Regions from separate parts of the Columba livia genome. Here region 2 is linked to region 1. A link is a contact called in public Hi-C data. All regions are on one chromosome and are shown on one strand. The core of a region is the stretch at or near the end of the contact, and the rest is flanking DNA. Distances in the headings are between cores, read along the strand shown.

Region 1 (3,233 bases), core at 491-2,990:
CATGCCACATTTTATTTCAGTTCAGCATTCAATATCCACTAATTCTGTGTACTTGCCTTTCAAACTAATAGCTGTAGCCACTTTGTTAATTACTCTCATTTCTTTTTTTTCATCACTGGACAACAATCGCAGCCTTAAACCTTCAGGGTGCAAAAGTTCCTTCCCAGCTTTTTCATGTTGAATATGACAAACAGGATTGCCTTTAAAAAAATTATGAATGATAGATTCAGCAACATGTGTGGATAAGTCCAACCTGATCAATAATTCAGCATGTAGTACTATAAGAGAAGCTTGTGGGAGTCAAAAACGTTTCTTAATTTGTAAAATTAAGTTACATACTGTTTATTCCATACAAAATGTTCTGCCTCATACTTAAAAAATCAGTTTGCTTATTTATCCTTGTTAAGTGCCTACTTTTGAATACTAAAACACATTTGCCAAATGAAACTTGTATTTTTTCAGCTGAGACAGTATCCTTGGTATTATTATGTATATGTTATTAAAATGTACTTTTCCTGTTCCTTGATTGTGTGATTGTTTTATGAAGATAAAGTTTGAGGAATAGTTTTTCTTTTTGGACCATTTTCTTCTTTTGACTTTTTCTTTTTTGGACCATGTTAATCTTCTACATAGCACCACCACGACAGCCAGAAGGTCCTGCAGGCTCAAGACTCTTACCAGTACTTGTAAGAAAGGTGGGGCCTAATGAGATTGGATGCACTGAAATATTTATATGGTTTTATATGGGTTTTACGGGATGAAGCCTTCCATTTAGTAGTCCTCAGGTAAGGAGGCTACAGTCACCCAGCTCTAGCCCATTAGCTGTTTTTGGAAAGTGTTGGGCAATTCTGTGAGCACCACCCGCTGTTGTAGGGCAGCCAGCCTATCGCTCCAGGCAACATCTTCCCCCTCTCCGGCACTCCCTGCTCTAGATATGCCTGGGAAGGCAATGAAGAAGCACAGGCCAACTCTTAAGCACTTTATATCCTTCTAACACGTCAGGGGAGCTGACCAAAACATGATGGTGCCGCTGTCAGCCACAGCGCAGCAGCCACAGAATCACAGAATCACAGAATGTTAGGGGTTGGAAGGGACCTCAAAAGATCATCTAGTCCAATCCCCCTGCCAGAGCAGGAACACCCAGTTGAGCTTACACAGGAAGGTGTCCAGGCGGGTTTTGAACGTCTCTAGAGGAGACTCCACAACCCCCCGGGCAGCCTGTTCCAGTGCTCTGTCACCCTCACCATAAAGAAGTTTCTTCTCATATTTAAGTGGAACCTCCTGTGTTCCAGTTTGTGTCCATTGCCCCTTGTCCTATCATTGGTTGTCACTGAGAAGAGCCTGGCTCCATCCTCCTGACACTCATCCCTTACATTTTTATAAACATAAATGAGGTCACCCCTCAGTCTCCTCCAAGCTAAAGAGCCCCAGCTCCCTCAGCCTTTCCTCATAAGGGAGATGCTCCACTCCCTTAATCATCTTTGTTGCCCTGTGCTGGACTCTCTCCAGCAGTTCCCTGTCCTTGAACTGAGGGGCCCAGAACTGGACACAACATTCCAGGTGTGGTCTCACCAGGGCAGAGTAGAGGGGGAGTAGAACCTGTATCGACCTACTAACCACACCCCATCTAAGGGCAATGAAGGCAATGAAGAAGCGCAGGCCGACTACTAACCATTTTATATCCTTCTAACACATGGCAGCGGCTGCCGGCGCCTGTGCGGGGGTCTGACCAGCGAGGCCGCGGGCCAGCCGCCCCCTGCAGCGGTACGCCCCGCAGGCCGGCGCCTTCCCCAGTCACAAGGGCAGGGACAACGCGGCCCAACCGCCACCGCTCTCGGACCCGTAATGAAAGGAGGCTGCAGCGGAGACGGCTGCCTGTCTCCCTCCTGCCGGAAGTGACGTGCGATACCGTCACAGCACCCGGAAGCGCCGTTGGGAGCGGTAAACAACCCGGGGCCGCCGCGCTTCCATCTTTGAGGAGCCGGAGCCGGATCCCGCCGCGGACCATGGGCGGCGTCCTGGGCCTCTGCTCCATGGCGAGCTGGGTAAGGCGGGGGGCAGGCGGGTGGTGCTTCCTTACCCCTCTTTGTACGTCGCAGGCCCGGAGCCTGCGGCCGGTGTCCCGCCACCCCTTCCCCGGGCCTCGCACGTCGTCCCCCTCCCCGTTTCCCCGCCCCGGAGCTTTGTCTCCCAGGAGTGTCTGTGGCGCTGCCTCCCCACCCGCACCCCCCCGAGCTCTCTGCACCCTGAGCGGCCGCCGCCCCCGCTGCTTCGGGGCCGGGCGCTACCCCCGGCAGGCTGGAGGACGCGGGCCCTGGGCCGCGCCCCCACCCTGGTCTCCCATTTCGAGTGTCTCCGGGGTCTCCCCAGGGATCTGCCGAAGCCGTTTCGCTGGGGCCATGGGCGGCTTCGTGCTGACTTAGAGCGGCTTGTCGCGCTGCTGGTTGCTGCTGAATCCGCCTTACTGTGCGGGAGGCGTTACTGTGTCAGCTAAAATTCCCCCTCTCCAAATTTGTAAAGGACTCAAAATCTCATTAAACGCTTAGGAAGTTCGGCGTTTCTTTTCGGGAAGAGCAAAACTCTCGTGTTGCCTTGGTCTTAGTGATTGTATTTAATTCCTCTTTCTTACGGCTTTGTCTTGAGCAGCTCCACCCCTTGTAGCATCTTTGTCTTACCGAGGGCTCGTTTTCTCACTGCACAGTGGATCGTGGTGATGTGTCAGCCCCATGCTGAGCATCGACAGCGCATTTTCCTTAACGGGAAAACATACTTTGAAGTGGTTTTAAAACTGTTAGTACTGTCCATAAAAACATAGAAGTCGGTAGAGATCCTGCATGGTAGTCCTCTTTGCAGTTGAGGCATTGCTGTCTTATCTTGAAGTGATATGTCTTTCAAAATCTACTTCCAATGCAAATAGACACAATCAGATGGATCGTGACTCTTCAGATATTTGAGTTTGAAATGTTAGTTGGGTTGTGAAAACCTGCATTTTCCATACTAAAAATATGATGCCATACTTGGATTAAATGGAATTATGTGTATTTAAACAGGAGTTCAAACAGACACAATTTAATGATCTAACAACTGTGTATTGATCCAAACTGCTCTGTTTTGTGCTATCAATATATATGAGCTTTGGTTCCCCATGTATTTAATTAGAGAGATGATACTTAACTCCTTAATCTCCTGTGCACATTCTGTGAAATTATCATCAAAGTGATAGATCTGTTAGA
Region 2 (3,233 bases), core at 444-2,943, 81 kb before region 1:
TTGCACCACAGCTGGCTCAGCTGTTCTGCTAAAAGAGGGGCTATTGAGAGGAAACATGGCACAGCTTTCATGCCTTTAGCCCCATCTCATTGTCCTCTCTCTCCCCTCCACCCTTAAATATACTCCTTCTTACATGTCAGCATTTAATTTTTTCCATTATAAATTTACCTAGAATTTTCCATTCACATCAGCCCATGTCAAAAAAAAAAAAAAAAAAAAAAAAAAATGGAAGTCAAGAGTTCAAAGGCTGTCTGAAAGAACTGCTTGAAAGAAACTTATTTCAGCACTTTCTGATATTGCAACACCATCTCTACTTGCATAATCACATGCTTTTTTTTTTCTAGAGAAGCAGTTCTCCCAGTGCTCAAGACAAAGATTATTCAAGAACTGCCTCAAGGCTCTTTAACGAGTCTGTTGGATATGTAAGATCTCTACCCAGTACTTGCTGGGAGGAATAGCAATGAGTTGTCCTTCAATCATCTCAATCATCTCAGTTTACTGAATATAGAGGCAATTAAAGATATCTACTTCTTATATTGGGTGTTTAAAGCACTAACAGTTGATGTTTGGCATATGGAAGTATAAGTGAGTGAAATAAGGGTTGAGCCCTGAAAAAAGTGAGTAGATAGATGTGAACTTTGTATGGAGTTAGATGACAAGTTCACAGTGATGAAGGAATGGAAGTGATGGAATTGTCAAGCAGTGAAGTAGAAGACGGGTACAAAACTGGTGGGAGAAACAAGCATGTTCAAAACCTGTAGCTCTCCCATAATGTGTCTATGGTAGTTTTCCTGTTTTTTCACTTAAAGGGCACTTTTCCTCCTCAGTGCACAGGACACCACTGCCCAGCCCCTGCTGTCTGCTGGATGCCAGAGGCGGCCCGAGCGGCTGCGGGGAGAGCCGGTCGCTCTGCTGTGGCTGCTGGGCCACAGGGGTGCTGCTGGGGAATGGGCGGCCTGCAGGAGCAGCAGCTAAACTGGGGAGCAAGAAGTCGTGTTTTCTGTGAATAGCCTGCTTATTTAGCTGAGCGGGTGCTGGTATGACCTGTGTGGAAGCCGCCCCTGAGGGGGATCCACCTGCCCCCCGTCTGCTCGTGCAGCCCAGAAGGGGATGGTGGGGGAAAAGGGCAGCACATTTGCACCCATCTCCCCCAGGCTTTTGGAGCTGCCGGGAGTCATGGTGAAACGAAGAAACAACAGCAGAGTCAATTATATTGTTAAGCGTCATTCTTTATTTTATCAGTGTTGGGGAACACTGGGGATCATCCTCCATAAGGGCTCCAAAGACTGGATGCTCTTGCGTTGCTTATGTTCACATAATTATTACATGTGCCTTACAGTTTTTGAAATTTTTGACATACAGTGCCTCTATAGTAAGAAATAATTGATGATTTTAGTTATAATTGTTTAGTTTCTTACTTACAATACATCTATTAATTATTAGTTAAATATAAACTAAGCATTTTGGTTCTAAATAATGTATCATTTAATCTTCTGTCTCCCTCTTGTCATCTAAAACTAGAAAAATATCCCCTCGTTTTGCAGGTGGTCGGAAAGCATTTATCATGTCAACTGGTTAATGATGGGTACGTCTTTTGTAACTTAATCACAGTTAATTCAGCAGCTTGTCTTGAGCCCACGAGCCATTCGGACGATGAGTCGCCGGGGCAGCTCAAGGGGCAGCGTCTGGGCGGGACACCTTGGACGCAGCGGGGCGGGTGTTCAGCGACGGGCTCCCCGGGAGCCCCGTCCTTCTTCCCACCGGCGTCGGGCGTTGCTGCGGCTTCCCTTCTTTTTCCCGTTACGGCTGACAGCGAAGGAGGTCCAACCTTGCCGCTTCCGAGGCGCTGCGGGCCGAGAGGCGGAGGGTGGCGATCCTGCGAGGAAGGCGCAGGCTCGGGCGCCATCTTGTGTCCGCCGTGGGGGGCGGCTTGACTCCCTGTCGGCCTCGACGGCTGCGGAGCCCTCGGGCGAAAGCTGCTCTTGTCCCCGTAGAAAAAAAGGAGCATTATTAGAATTAGAATTTTGGAATACTGCTAGAGATTAGTAGCAGTTTACATGCTCCTTTTTTGTTTGCCCTGCTGATTTACAAATATGCCCAAGGGATCTGGAAAAAAATGAAATATGTAGGAAGGTTAAACCATTCCTTCTCAGATTGGCTTTTCTGTACATTTTATGGTAAGTACTGGATTTATAGCATGCGTCGGTGCCCAGCAGATTCCCAGCAATAAAGCACTAGTAAGGATTGACTAAATCTTCACATCAGGTCCCTTTATATTGCAGGTATTTGCTGAATATATGTTTAATCCAGAAAAGCTGACAGCACCCAAGCTTTGTATCTCCAGCCAGAAAACCATTTTCCATCAGATCTAAGTTGTGGTGGTCTGGCGTTAGGACGTGGCACAGGACAGAGCTCTGGGCCCTCTTGCAATACGGACTGGCCCCCACCAGGCTGAACAGGGAAATGAACCAAAGTCATAATATAGCAGCTCTGAGCATTTATTTCTGATTAATATCCAAAGCAGAACAGCTTAATAGAAGGTGAAACTAAGCTCTTCTTTAAAAAAGAAACATCAAAATCAGTCATCTATGGCAGTATTGACACCCTAACCCAAATCGCAGACCCGGTATCTACAGCTGCGTAGGTTGCAAGCCAAACTTAGACACCTGTTTTATGACAGAATTTACAGGCTGAAAAGGCTTTTGGTGAGTTCACCCCTCAGTCCAAAGCCCGACATCCTTCCTTTGTCCGTGCAGTGTGGGTGAGCTTCCACCGAGAGGACTGGGTCCCATAACCAAGGCGACGTGCTGGCGTGCTGGGCTACCTGCCCGAGGGTTGAGCAACACAGAGCAGCAGTAAGGAGCACCGCATGTCTCCGAACAGCAGCCCTGTGGGGTGGCTTCAGCTGGCAGTGCTTTCCCAAGCTGAGATAAGCCATTGAAGTAGTGTTCGCAGTGACACGAGATGTCTCCTGTTTGCAATCACACAACATTCTGAACACACGCAGACACCAAGGTACTGCACCCTTAGCAATACCCTTGGAGTGAACGTCTCATATTAGCTGCAGACTGTCGACTTCTCACCAGTCCAGCTCACACTCTCTTTGCATTTTCTCTCTGAAGCAGCTGCCTCCCAGCTGGTTTTGAGGTCTCTTAAACTGTGTCCATCCACTTATGTGCACAAACTACCTGGCAGGCTGAGAATCCCACTAGATGGCAGAACAGTTTAAGCCC

What was found. Hi-C and Micro-C count contacts between places; a contact is called where the count stands out from the background.
Region 2: a Hi-C map of crop shows a contact between it and region 1, with 3 times the contacts expected there. The contact joins the enhancer-like site here to the promoter of SERINC1 in region 1. A contact is called at or near these places in 2 of 2 Hi-C or Micro-C datasets (crop and liver).

Annotation. Positions count from the first base shown.
Region 1 is chr3:54,136,577-54,139,809 of bColLiv1.pat.W.v2, reverse strand. SERINC1 (serine incorporator 1) reads left to right here and starts at 1,740. Exons shown (of 10, transcript XM_065056770.1): 1 at 1,740-2,045. The coding sequence starts at 2,007.
Region 2 is chr3:54,217,876-54,221,108 of bColLiv1.pat.W.v2, reverse strand. No RefSeq gene overlaps it. Among named protein-coding and RNA genes, the nearest start is that of FABP7, 8.7 kb to the left of the region's middle. Within about 2 kb of position 1,693, at least 1 of the 3 cell types and tissues checked has an H3K27ac peak away from gene starts, as active enhancers do.